2 separate regions of the Mus musculus genome follow, and region 1 is linked to region 2. The links are chromatin contacts, called in public HiChIP or PLAC-seq maps. All regions are on one chromosome and are shown on one strand. The core of a region is the stretch at or near the end of the contact, and the rest is flanking DNA. Distances in the headings are between cores, read along the strand shown. Region 1 holds the start of Gm39261 (a long non-coding RNA gene). Region 2 has its middle 26 kb from the start of Sdr42e1.

Region 1 (6,186 bases), core at 201-2,700, 130 kb after region 2:
TGAAAATTGGAGGATGTCAAGAGGAGAAACAGAGATTTTTTTAAAAAAAAGATACACCCTATAAACATCAATTATAGAAAGCTGCTACATGGTTTGGGTCTTGTTATCCCCCCCCCCCCCCTTAGGCTCATATGTGCCAGCTTGGTGCTATTGAAGGGTAGGGAAACTCTGTGACGTGTGCTCTAATAAATGAAGCATACATATCATCCCTCCAGGGTTCAGGGAAGACCTGGGAAAAGGATAGGGAGAGAGTGTAAGAGTCAGAAGTCAGGAAGGAGCTGAGAGAGACAATGTCTCCGGGATAGGACCTCTACATTTGTGGACTCTCAGGAGCCAAGGTTGACTGCTCAAGACCGGCACAAAATCAAGCCAGGCAACATTGTAGCACAGCAGTGGGAGGGGTTCATGAACTCTCACCCCTCGCTGAAGAGTTCTTGACAGTTCATGGCTACAGAGCTAGGCAGGGCCTGTTTTCTTTAAGGGTGTGGCCATGCTTCTGTGGGCCGGTCGCCTACCACTTCTGCAGATGCGGGCAGCACAAACTGCACTGGGTAGCTTAGAAAAATAACAGGACATAAAGTCAGAAGGGAGACAGTTCTGGGAGGAGTTAGTAGGGGGAGTGGTGTGTGAATAGGACTGAAATATATTGCATGTATTGTATGACCTTCTCAGTGAGCTGAAAAATATTATATTATAAAAATAAGTTTGCCCTAGTGGTATGGTAAGTCTCAGGCCAACAAGATATGCCTTTAAGGTGTGTGTGTGTGTGTCCTGTAGGAGGCACATTCCCACCCCTCTCTCTTTCTTCCCAGTCACTGCTGGTTTTTCCCTGATAGACACCCCACCATGTGTTGCTTATCTCGGGCCCAAAGTAATAAGGCCAACTGCTTATTGATAAGAAGCGCACTAACTGTGAACCCAAGTTTGTCTCAGGTATTTGTTATAGTCCTGGAGAAGATGACTAACGTAGTTGGAGCTGGTATTCCAGAGCCAGGCAGTCAGCCCTGAGGCTGGAGACATTGTTTCATAATTTCTTTATTGGGCTCGTGTATTTTATATCTCACACAACCTGATAAGAATGTAAATGTGTTTTGTTCCGAAGCTCCTGGCTGCTCCTTCATTTCTGTCTGACCAAGGAACACACACCAAAGTCAGGATCTAGCCCGTTTGTCCCCGAAACAGGAAGGAACCAAGTTTTGATTCCCCACAGCACCGTCAGCTCCTTCAACCACACAGTGATCGTCTTGAGACAGAGTCTTGCTATGTAGCCCAGGCTGGCCTCGAACCTTGCTATCTTCCTACCTCAGCATCTGGACTGCTGGAATTTCAGTGTGAACCATCACACTCAGAGCAACAAGTTTCTGTCTGTCTCTTCCTCTCTTTTGCTCTGCCTAAGAGTAGCTTTATTTTAAATTGTGTAGGTATGCAGAAGTATGTGAGTGTAGATACCCACAGTGGCCACAAGAGGGCATGAGATTCCCTTGGATCTTGAGCGCAAGCTGTGGTGAGCAGCCAGGCACCAAATGGGTGGGTCTTCTGCAAAACCAATACCTGCTCTTAACTGCTGAGCTATTGCTGCATTTCCCAACAAGTTTTTCTTGATAATTTACCTTGGGTGAACTGAGAACAGGAACTTTATGAGCCCAGTAACCAGTGGTTCCTCATGTTAGCTGTTTCAAACCAGCAAGAAGATGGCAAAGAGGACCAGACCTCTAGTATATAGTCCACCCACCAACCCGGCCACCACTGGTGCTTCAGAAATGAACAGGAAACCCTTGCACCGGCCAGGACCTGTAAGAGAGCTAACAGGTCTCCACAAATGACTGTGACCTTTCAGGATGCCAGGGAGGCTCTGACTCAGACATCCTCTATGCCTAGACATACTATAGAAGTGGCTACAGCCAGAATCTGAGGAAGTGAGGCTCCATTCAGCCCCACTAGGATGTGTGAGTCTGCAGGTGCTAGACCACAAGGAGGAGCCAGTGTTCTTGGCTGGGGCGAGGCACAGCAAGGTCAGGATCACAAGCATTGGCTTTGAAATACCAGAGTGTAGACTTCTTGCAGACCTGCCATGAGAAAGTGAGGGTGGGTGTGGCCAAAGCTGAGGGAGGGCTGGGACTTATGGGATGGAGGCTGGGTTCACAGTAGTTCACCGAGCATCATGTGATGGGCATCCTAGAATGCCAGGTCATTCCTTTCTTTGCTACGAAGAGACACTTGTAGAGATCTAGGTCTCTGAGATTCTGTCTGTCTCAGGGATTCCAAATCCAGTCAAATCCGGAGTTCTTCCCTGTCCTCCCCACGTTCCAATGCAGCCTCAGGCCTCTGCAGTTCCTATTAGAAATTAGTAAAAGGGGGCCCACTTAGGGTACAGTTCTGAGGATGCCTGCCTTGGTGAGGAGTTTAGACTGGATTTCAGGCTCTTCTCTGACTTAGCAAAGAGAGACTGAGTGTGGGGGAGGAGCTGGGTTATAAAGCAGGAAAATGGGGACTTGGTTGCCTAACATTGAACCTGTGGGTGTATGCGTGTGTGTGTGTGTGTGTGTGTGTGTGTGTGTGTACATGTGCGTGCGTGTGTGCGTGCATGTACACCAGAAGAGTGCACCAGAAGAGTGTGTTGGATCCCCTGGAGCTAGGGTTTCAGGCAGTTGTGAGTCACCCGATGATGGTATTGGGAATTGAACTCTGGTCTTCAGCAATAACAGCAAGCACTCAACTGAAGAGCCCTCTCTTAGGCCCTTTAGTATTGTGTCCTTTAAAGATGAAGGCTGAATAGTGCAGCATGCTAAAGGGCTCAGGTGAGCTGACTGTAACATGCTGGTCACAATAATAGACCCATGAAGAATAGCCCTACCCGTCAGGGCAGTGCAGATCTCCAGGAATTTTCATTTCCTGAAACCACTATGCCTAAAGTAAACGAGGCCGCTGATCCAAACATCATTGGAGGGCACAGGGCAACCTGGATGATCAGACCTTGATGGTGGTGTGCTAGGATTTCCACGTGTCTGCGGAGCACCACAGGCTGGATGGATGCAAGAGCAGAAATATATCTGCTTCAGTTTGGAGGCTGGAAGACCAAGGCGAAGGAATCAAGGGGGGGTGAGGTGTTTTCCTCCATGATCTTACTTGTTCAGTTAAAAAATATTAAATATGCTCTGTGTGTGTGTGTGTGTGTATGTGTGCGCGCGCGTGCGTGTGCGTGCAAGGGCATGTGTGGGCCGTGGAACATGTATAGAGGTCAGAGGATAGCTTTCAGGTTCTCTCTTTCCATGGGACCACACTCGGGTGGTCAGGTACCTTTATCCACTGAGCCATCCCGCTGGCCCTCCTGTTTGCTTTTTCCAGTTCTGGCGGCTGGATCCCCGGCCTTACATGGCTAGGCAAATGTGCCACCTCCTTAGCCCATCTTACCAATGAAGGGTACAAACTTTTAGGTGGCTATTTTCTACCTCTGTCTCATCTGGCCCTCCCTCTGTGTTCAGATGTCCTCATTTCAAGTAACGACACCATTCATGCGGGGGTTGTACACACACTATTAACCTTAGTGATCTCTCCAGAGACATTGCCGTAAGAAGAAGTCACATTCCGAGGAGCTGCTGACTGGGTTTCCGGTATACGGGGGCACCAATGAGAAACTATCCGAAGTGTCTCCCAGAGCTAAAAAGGACCACGTTTTAAGCATTAATTCTACTTTTAGGTGTATGCTCAAGAAAAATGCACACATATGGGTGCCTAAGATATTCTACGATAGTCACAGTGACAGGAGCGTGATTCCACTCTAACAATTCAAATGCCCCATGTACAGAGCAAGGAATACTCTACAACAAGGCAAAGGAATCAACGGCAGGATTGCAACGCAGAACACACAGGAATTACACAGAGGCAACCTTGAATGAAAGGAGTCAGGTCCCCAAAGATGAAATGTTATACAGGGTGATGTGGGGTTTGGGCAGGTAGCAGCTAGATGAAGACTAAAACAAGGAAAAGTGGGGAAAGAGAGGAGAGCCACTTACATGAAGCCTCAGACAACTTAGCTTGGTGCATCATGGGGCTGAAACTGCAGAGTGGACCATGGAATGTGAGGAGGAAGAGAGGAGAGGCTTGCATGAAACAGGTGAAAGGCTTGAAAATCATGTCAGGAGGTCAGAGTTCTTCTTGAGGTTCGAACCCCAGGCTTTGCATGTGACATGCATGTCCTCTCTACTGAGCACCCATGCGCTCTCTACTGAGCTGTGTCCTCAAGGCCAGTCAGGAGAGGACAGATTCAAGAGACCTCAGAAGAAGGAAACAGGACATCCAACCTCAGCCTCAGCTGTTAGGGTAGAATCATCTCTCAACTATTCACGAGGGTCCCAGGACCTCCATAGATAACAAACTCTGTTAGCTAACATCTGCAAAATGCCGTGTAACAAACAGGCCCACAGTTCAACAGCTTAAACTGTTGTGGGAAGTGTTTTGGCTGGGAGGGGATACTGAGTCACCAAACCATTTCAGATGGAGAGGAGAAAGCTGCTGGACACATCCAGGGTCACCCCCTAATGGCAATCAGCCTGGGTCTCAGGCTCAGTAGGTGGGAAGGTGGAAGCGAGCAGGAAGAACAAGTGCAGGGGTGTGTATGCGGCAGTAGGTGGCTGGGCAAAGTTAGAATTTCGTTACCTCCACCTCCCCAGAGCCTCCAGCTCTGGAGATCCTGCAAATGGAGCAGAGAACAGGCTGACGACCAGGGGATTTCCGTTTCCTAACACATGGAAGTTTGGAGGATTTCCACCACGTTCTCTCCTCTTTGTCTTGATCCTGTAGCAGGAACTGGGGTGGGGGCACGGGGTTGGGGGAGGCACATCTATGTAGACGCTGGGGGCTGCTTGGCCTCAAAAGCGACTCCTACAGGTGGACCTAATTGAGGATTGCCTGAGAGACCAAGGATTGCTGGTGCAAACAATGCCAGCCAATCAGGAACTGCTCTTTCGAAGAGCTGCTTTCTTGGGGCCAATGGGGGCGTGGGTGGAGGGTATTGCAGGAGCTTGCAGCCGTGCTCAGAAGAGCTTGCTGGGGCATTTTTCACCTGCTCCCAGAGTCTGTGTCTTTGACTCTGCGCCACCTCACCTTTAATCCCGAAGGACAGGTAGGATCGGGAGGCGAATAGTCCAAAGGCACAGGCAACATGATCCCTTATGACTCTGCTGAAGGGATCCCCCACCCCTTGGCCCCATACTGGCGGAGGACCTGGATTCTAATTGCTCCTACCCTGCTTTGTGCTTAAGAGATCTATACAACAAAAAATGTCTCTTACCTGTAAGCCTCACTTGCCCAAGGACAGATAACTTCCTGGGATGCTGGAGGTGTTGTTCAAGTAAGGTAACAAGCCCCGGGTGTTTCCATTTCTGTAAACAAGTTTGGTTGCCCCGACAGCACAAGATGCGCTTGCTCACAAGTAGCCAGAGTTACATAGGGAGGAAGTACGTCAAGATATACGCTTGCCCCTGGTCGAACAAAGGGTGGAAGTACGTAGCTTTGTGGGTTTGCGGTTCAGAGCTTCCGACTAACATAATGTGTACCATACTCTGTGAATCTGAGGGGTGGACTCGGCTAGGGTCCATTGTCCTGGTCAGTATTTAATAAAGCTTGTTTCGGATTTGTCTCAAAAGATGTGATAGTGGTCTTTTTCGCACTCTGTGGCATTAACAGTAAGCGAGAAAGTTTATATAGCAAACAGCAGAGTCAGGAGAATCATACCCAAAGGTCCCATTAGGGGCCCAATACAGGGGCTCCAAGAGGTCCACTTATCACCCCAGTAAGAGCCTTTGGTCTTGTCTTTGGCCTTAATCCATTCTAACAATTGTCTAGCATTTTCTCTACTGTCCCTATTTGATTTACCTAGAAACAATATGCTCCTAGGAAGACACCTATAACACCCCCTTCCCGGCTGTCTTAGGTCTAGGCGTCTATGGTTTTATAAGACCATGGCTGCCAGGGCTTCTGGTTCTGTGAGGTGACTATACTCTGCTGAACGAGGCCGAGATACCCCTTATGACAGCCGGAGCATGGTTTTTGAGGGCAGGTACAGCTTAGTACTTCTGCTTCCACCTATAGAATCGGTCAGTCCTGGCTCCTTTCTTTCTTTTTCTTTTCTTCCTTCCTTCCTTCCTTCCTTCCTTCCTTCCTTCCTTCCTTCCTTTCTTTTTCCTT
Region 2 (5,595 bases), core at 98-2,597:
GCTGAGCCAACACTCCAGCCTAAGATCTAAGATTATATGTATGTAGTATGTATGTATGTATGTATGTATGTATGTATGTATGTATAAACACAGGTAGACCTACAGACAAGCTCCCGTAAATGATACTTGGGCATTTACATCCTATCCTTACTAATGGATTCACTATTCAAACCCTTTCAAAAGAGCAACAAAGAAGCATAAATTATTCTATAGGTCAAAGCACTCAACCGAAATGCATAGAACACTCTATCCAGCAGCCGCAGAGTGGGGATTCTTTTAAGTAGCACATGGAACCTGCTCCAAAGTGGAGCATGTATTAAATCACAAAGCAAAACACTCACACCGTGGAGCCCTCAGAGACCTGCCGGGAACAGGACTTCTGCGAGGCGTGATCTCCATCCTTACCAGGGCTGGCCCTCAACAAAACTGCACTTCCTAAATTAGCAGAATAACGAGAGCCATCAGCACAATGGGAAAGACAGTGTGTTGCTTAGAGCTGTCACGTTGATTTTTCCAGGGACAGCCATTGGAAGGAAGAGCTACCTAGAGACCGACATTCAAATTACATGCTCAGCTCCGAGGAAACGGAAAAACAAAATATTTACCATTAAGAAACGAAAACAAATAGTGCTTTGGGAGTTAGGAGTGCCTACTTTACTAAAACACAAACGTCCACTCGAATGCATTGAAAATGTCTTAAAAAAAAAAAACATGGAAATGCTCTCTGGGTTGCTGGCTGAACTATATATAGCACCTATGAGCAATCTTGCTATGACCTCAGTGTTGATACTGGGAGTTTTATCAATGTAGCATTGTGTGACACAATCTGTATCAATATTTATTCTTCTGCAAAATGGCTGCTTATGGGAGGAATTTGCCCAAATGGTCACAGTCTGATAGATGGCTGTTATTCTTTGTTTGTTATAGATACAGTCAGAAACTGGGCGCCTGGGTTTCACCCTGTGTCTTTCCTCGTATTTATCTGTGTTTCATGAAGTACATCCTTTTAGACTGCCCCACATCAGAAGACCCACTCTCCAACCAGCCAGTCGGTCTAGTTGCTGGCAACCTCAGAGAATCACTGACAAAGGTAACACTTTCTTTAGCAAGGGAAATTCTACACACAGTGATGGCTGAATACTATTGCAATCCAGAATTTAGGGTTTCTTAGTGCATTCTACTATAAATATACAAAATAGGTCTTCTCCCCTCAAAGCTGGTTTATAGTTATACCAATTTTAATTTTTATATGTGTATGAGTGTTTTGTGTGCATGTATGTAGGAATGCCACATGCATGCAGTGCCTATAGAGGCCAGAAGAGGGCAATAGATCCCCAGAACTGCTGTGAGTTGCCTTGGTGTTGGGGACCAAACTTGGCTTCTCTGTAAGAGCTGACAGTGCTCCTATCCACTGAGCCATCTCTCTAGGCCCTGAATTTATACTGTTAAAAAACATTCTCTCATTTGGGCACGCAATATATGTCACAGCAGGTTGAAAGGCCGGTACCTCTGCCTTCATTTTATATCCCACCATTGCTGTTTTTAACTCTGAGTGCAAGACAGGTTACTTACTGGCTGGGTGGTGGTGTTTACAAGACAACTGGTAGGAGCTATCTCATCTTATCTCTCTTCAAGGCCAAAGGTACCTAGACACACAGAGGTGGGGCCCGGGGAGGGGCAGGGAAGGGTTTCAGAGGCATCTAAGGTCTCCAGTCCTGAGCCAGAAGTCACCCCGGATTACAGGAACAACAGCCACATGTCAGGCTACCCTCTAAAAGAGGGCAGATATCGCTGGTGGGGAGGTGTGCCCTGGAGCAGGGCCTAGAAGCTTGTGTTTTTTAGCTTGCTCCATCCAAAGAGGACAGTGATAACCCGTTCAACAACCTTGCAGAGGCAGAACTGAGGTACAGAGCAAGCCAGCTCACACCTCAATCTGCAGTGCTTTGTCACGCACAGCTCTTGCACCCCGCCCTAGTTTGTCTACTATTTAAACGGAAAGTTCAGGTCAGTTCCCCGAAGATAGGCTTGGGGGGCCGGGAGGGGGGTGTCACTGGACCCCATTCTCAGTTGTTCTACTCAACGTGGCCACATTGGTTAAACTTCCCTGTTCTGTTCCTTCATTAGTTGGGACATATTGGGATGGACAGATGGCTGAGCCCAGTCCACAGGACCCCACCCCCACCCCCGAGCTTGTACCTTTGCGCTAAAATTCCAGTAGTGGGGTTGGGGGGGGGGCGGACACAGAGTTCCAGAAAGTTGCTCAGGTGAAGCCAGAGCCTTACAGACAGACACACATCCTAAACAGGTGAACGACCTGGAATGTCTGTCTCTCTGCATCTTCCACAAACCCTTAAGGTGCCATAGCCAGGGGCTATCTGGAGGTGGGTCCTATGGGCTGAATTTGTGCTGCTCCTGAGCCACGATGTTCCATACCTTCTCAGTTTTAGACTCATGGATATTTCGCAGTACTGCCTTGGCAGGTGGGGTGACCGGGACATAAACACCTGAGAGGTGCAGACTGCTTCATGGGAAGGAATTGGAGGGTGCTGCTACCGAGAATCAGCCTTCTGAGACCAGGTATATGAAACGCCCTGTGTGGCTCTGGAGGCATGCCAGGGCTGAGGACAGCAGGAAACAGATTGTTTGATACCCATGTCTTTTCCTAGAACAAAATTTTGGGTTCCTTTGTCTCCTTATCCCTTCCCTGGGGGAGATCTGGGGATCCACTGGAACTCTGGCTATACCCAGCTCTTCACCCCCGCTCCCCCAAATCCCCAACCAGCTATACACACTACAGAAAACCACAACCAAATGAAATGCAGAACTGTGGAGTCCAGTCACAACGGACACATCTTTGAAAACACTCCCACACCTAAGGTTCACGGAACATCAGGATGGGAAGCCCAGAAAGACTCAGAGTCAGAGGATCAGGGGATATGCTGTGATATTGTGTCCCCTGGTGATATTAGAAGCTACACCCAAAGTCTCACCAACATGACCGTCTAAATGCATGCCGAACAAGGTCTATGCCAACGGACAAGCCCAAGGGGACAGGAGAGAGCCCAAGAGGCCTCAGTCGTACATGAAGAGCTACAGGCACCTGAAGGAAATTAGGAGTGAGAGACATGACTTTCCCCGCGGAAGAGCACGCCGATTGGTTGCCCAGTGCCAAATACTCAATCCTGAAAACAGACAAATAACAGTGCACAGTCTAAGCAGGTCATAGTTCAGAATAAATATGTATATGGATGTAATAACAATAAAAGAGAGGCCATAGATTTAAAGGAGAGTGGGGAGGGGTTGCATGGGAGGGTTTGAAGGAAGGGAAGGGAGAAATGTACTTGTATTATAATCTCAAAAATAAAAAGATTAAAAAAATGAAGGAGAAAAAAGAGAAAGGTTAGGGGTCAGGGTATAGTGGTGCTCTCCTGTGATCCAGCACTTGGGAGGTAGAGGCAGTAGGATTGGGAGTTCAAGGACACCCTCAGCTGCCTAAGCCAGCTTGAGGCCAGCCTGGGCTATGTGAGACCTTGTCTTAAAGCCAACCAACCAATCAACCAAAGAATAAGGGACAAAAACTCCCTGTTGGGCAGGTCTCCAGACAGGCACATTGACGAAAGCTTTGAGGTCTCACTCCTGTCTGGTTACTCTCACAGGAGCAGCAGAGAGGAGAAATACAGGTCTCCTGATACTGCCCGTCAGTCACCTGCACAGGCACACACTGCCTGTCAAGGTGTTCATTGCCGACAAGCCTGGTCATGAGTCCTGCAGGAGGGAGCTGTGTTTACTTGCCCAATAGAACTTTTGGATGTGGACTGAAGTCTAATTAGAGGACAAAGGCTTTAGTCTACCACCATGGCCAGCCTCAAAATCACAGCTAATTGCCAGGATGTCGGAGGAAGCTTCTGTCAGCTGATAGAGGCTACACTCCCACTATTTGACAACTACATAGAACACAAACCTTATGCTCTGTTGTCTATGCCACACCACTTTGAATGATTGTTAAGACCTGCAGACAGTGGGTCTTTGTCGTGGATTTGATGTACATGGTCCTCAAATCCAGCTAAAGGGGCTACAGAGAAGGATCCCCTACAGGGCTCAGCTGGGAACATACTTATCATTATGACACAGGAATCGACACCACACTTCACACCACAAGGAAAAAGCTGCTTATTGAGAAAGTCTTTACACACAGGGGAAGATGGAGTCATTCCAACAGACACATAAACCCTAATGTGGAAATGTAAAACATACAGAAAATAAGACAACACGATGCCCACCAAACCTGGACAAGGGCAACAACCAAAAGAAAACCTCTAATGATCAAGGGGCAAAAGTCTTCAAGAAAATATTTGCAGATTAAATTCATCTGCACAATAGAAAGATCACACACCGTAATCGTATTGGCTTAATTCCAGGAATACAAAGAGGTTCAAGACACTCAAATCAATAAATGTAATACATAAGAATAAACAGTCAAGGGAAAAAAAAAACCCACATGATCTTCGCCAGAGATGTCAAAAGAACATTTCATTAAATCCAACTTCCCTTCATTGTAAAAGTCTTGAACAAATTTGGTGTAAAAAGATCACACGTCAATATAGTAAAGGCTTCTGTGACAAGGTCATAGTTTATGTCTTACAAACGAGGAAAAGGAAGTATTTTTTATAAGATCATGAACAAGCTAAGGGTGTCCACTCCTGTCACTCTCACCAATACATGGCGAGAATCTTATTGGAGCAAGTAGGCAAGAGAAAGGATACCGCGGGGATGAGTAGGAAGGGAGAAGGGGGATTATTCTTGTTTCCAAATGATGAAAGTCCACTAAAGACTCTACCAAGAGACTATTAGAACTGATAGATGGGTCACAGAACTCAGAACTGACATATAAAACGCAGCAGCTAGCCTACGCGTTCATGGAGTTAAGTAAATCAGAGAAGTAATCTGTGGTGGTGGTTTGAATACGCTTGGCCCACTATTTGGAGGTGTGGCCTTGTTAGAGGAAGTGGGTCACTGTGGGCGTGGCCTTTAAGCTCTTTATCCTAGCCACATGGGAGCCAGTCTTCTCCTACCACCCTCCAGATAAAGATGTAGAACTCTTAGTTCCTCCTGCACCATGCCTGCCTGGATGTTGCCACACATCCGTCTTGATGATAATGGACTGAACCTATGAAAACGTAAGCCAGCCCCAATTAAATGTTGTCTTTATAAGAGTTGTCTTGGTCATGGAGCCTGTTCACAGCAGTAAACACCTAACCAAGACAGAATTCTATTTCAAGCAGACACAAAGTCATAAAACTAAACCTCAGTACATGACAGATTTGTACAGCCCTCAGTCCTCAGCTAGGCACAAAGACCAAGTTTCAGTATCCCATGATTGTGCCTTGAACTCACGGAGATCCACCTGCCTCTGCTTCTTGAGTGCTGGGATTAAAGGTTTGCACCACCATGTTTAGTAGTAGAATTTCACCTTTTATATCTAAATAATATATTTAGAGGTATTTTTATTTGGTATGTTTGTTTTATAATTCTCTTTTGAGATACACTAATTATAATTCTTTAATAACAAACTAGTTCAAGGCAGAGATGATTCTT

What was found. HiChIP or PLAC-seq counts read pairs in DNA pulled down with a chosen protein or histone mark.
Region 1: an H3K4me3 HiChIP or PLAC-seq map of intestinal villus epithelium shows a contact between it and region 2, with 5 read pairs. The contact joins two enhancer-like sites. A contact is called at or near these places in 1 of 15 datasets of contacts at CTCF or cohesin (embryonic stem cells), 35 of 484 Hi-C or Micro-C datasets (the AML12 cell line, the Ba/F3 cell line, cerebellum and 14 more), 1 of 115 datasets of contacts at active chromatin or transcription factors (intestinal villus epithelium) and 1 of 9 other capture datasets (embryonic stem cells).

What each region holds. Positions count from the first base shown.
Region 1 is chr8:117,770,846-117,777,031 of GRCm38.p6, forward strand. Gm39261 (a long non-coding RNA gene) reads right to left here and starts at 5,614. Exons shown (of 4, transcript XR_879241.2): 1 at 5,291-5,614; 2 at 4,657-4,806; 3 at 3,541-3,657. Within about 2 kb of position 1,451, at least 39 of the 459 cell types and tissues checked have an H3K27ac peak or open chromatin away from gene starts, as enhancers often do. A contact at or near this core is called in intestinal villus epithelium, where this site is marked.
Region 2 is chr8:117,644,879-117,650,473 of GRCm38.p6, forward strand. No RefSeq gene overlaps it. Among named protein-coding and RNA genes, the nearest start is that of Sdr42e1, 26 kb to the right of the region's middle. Within about 2 kb of position 1,348, at least 27 of the 459 cell types and tissues checked have an H3K27ac peak or open chromatin away from gene starts, as enhancers often do. A contact at or near this core is called in intestinal villus epithelium, where this site is marked.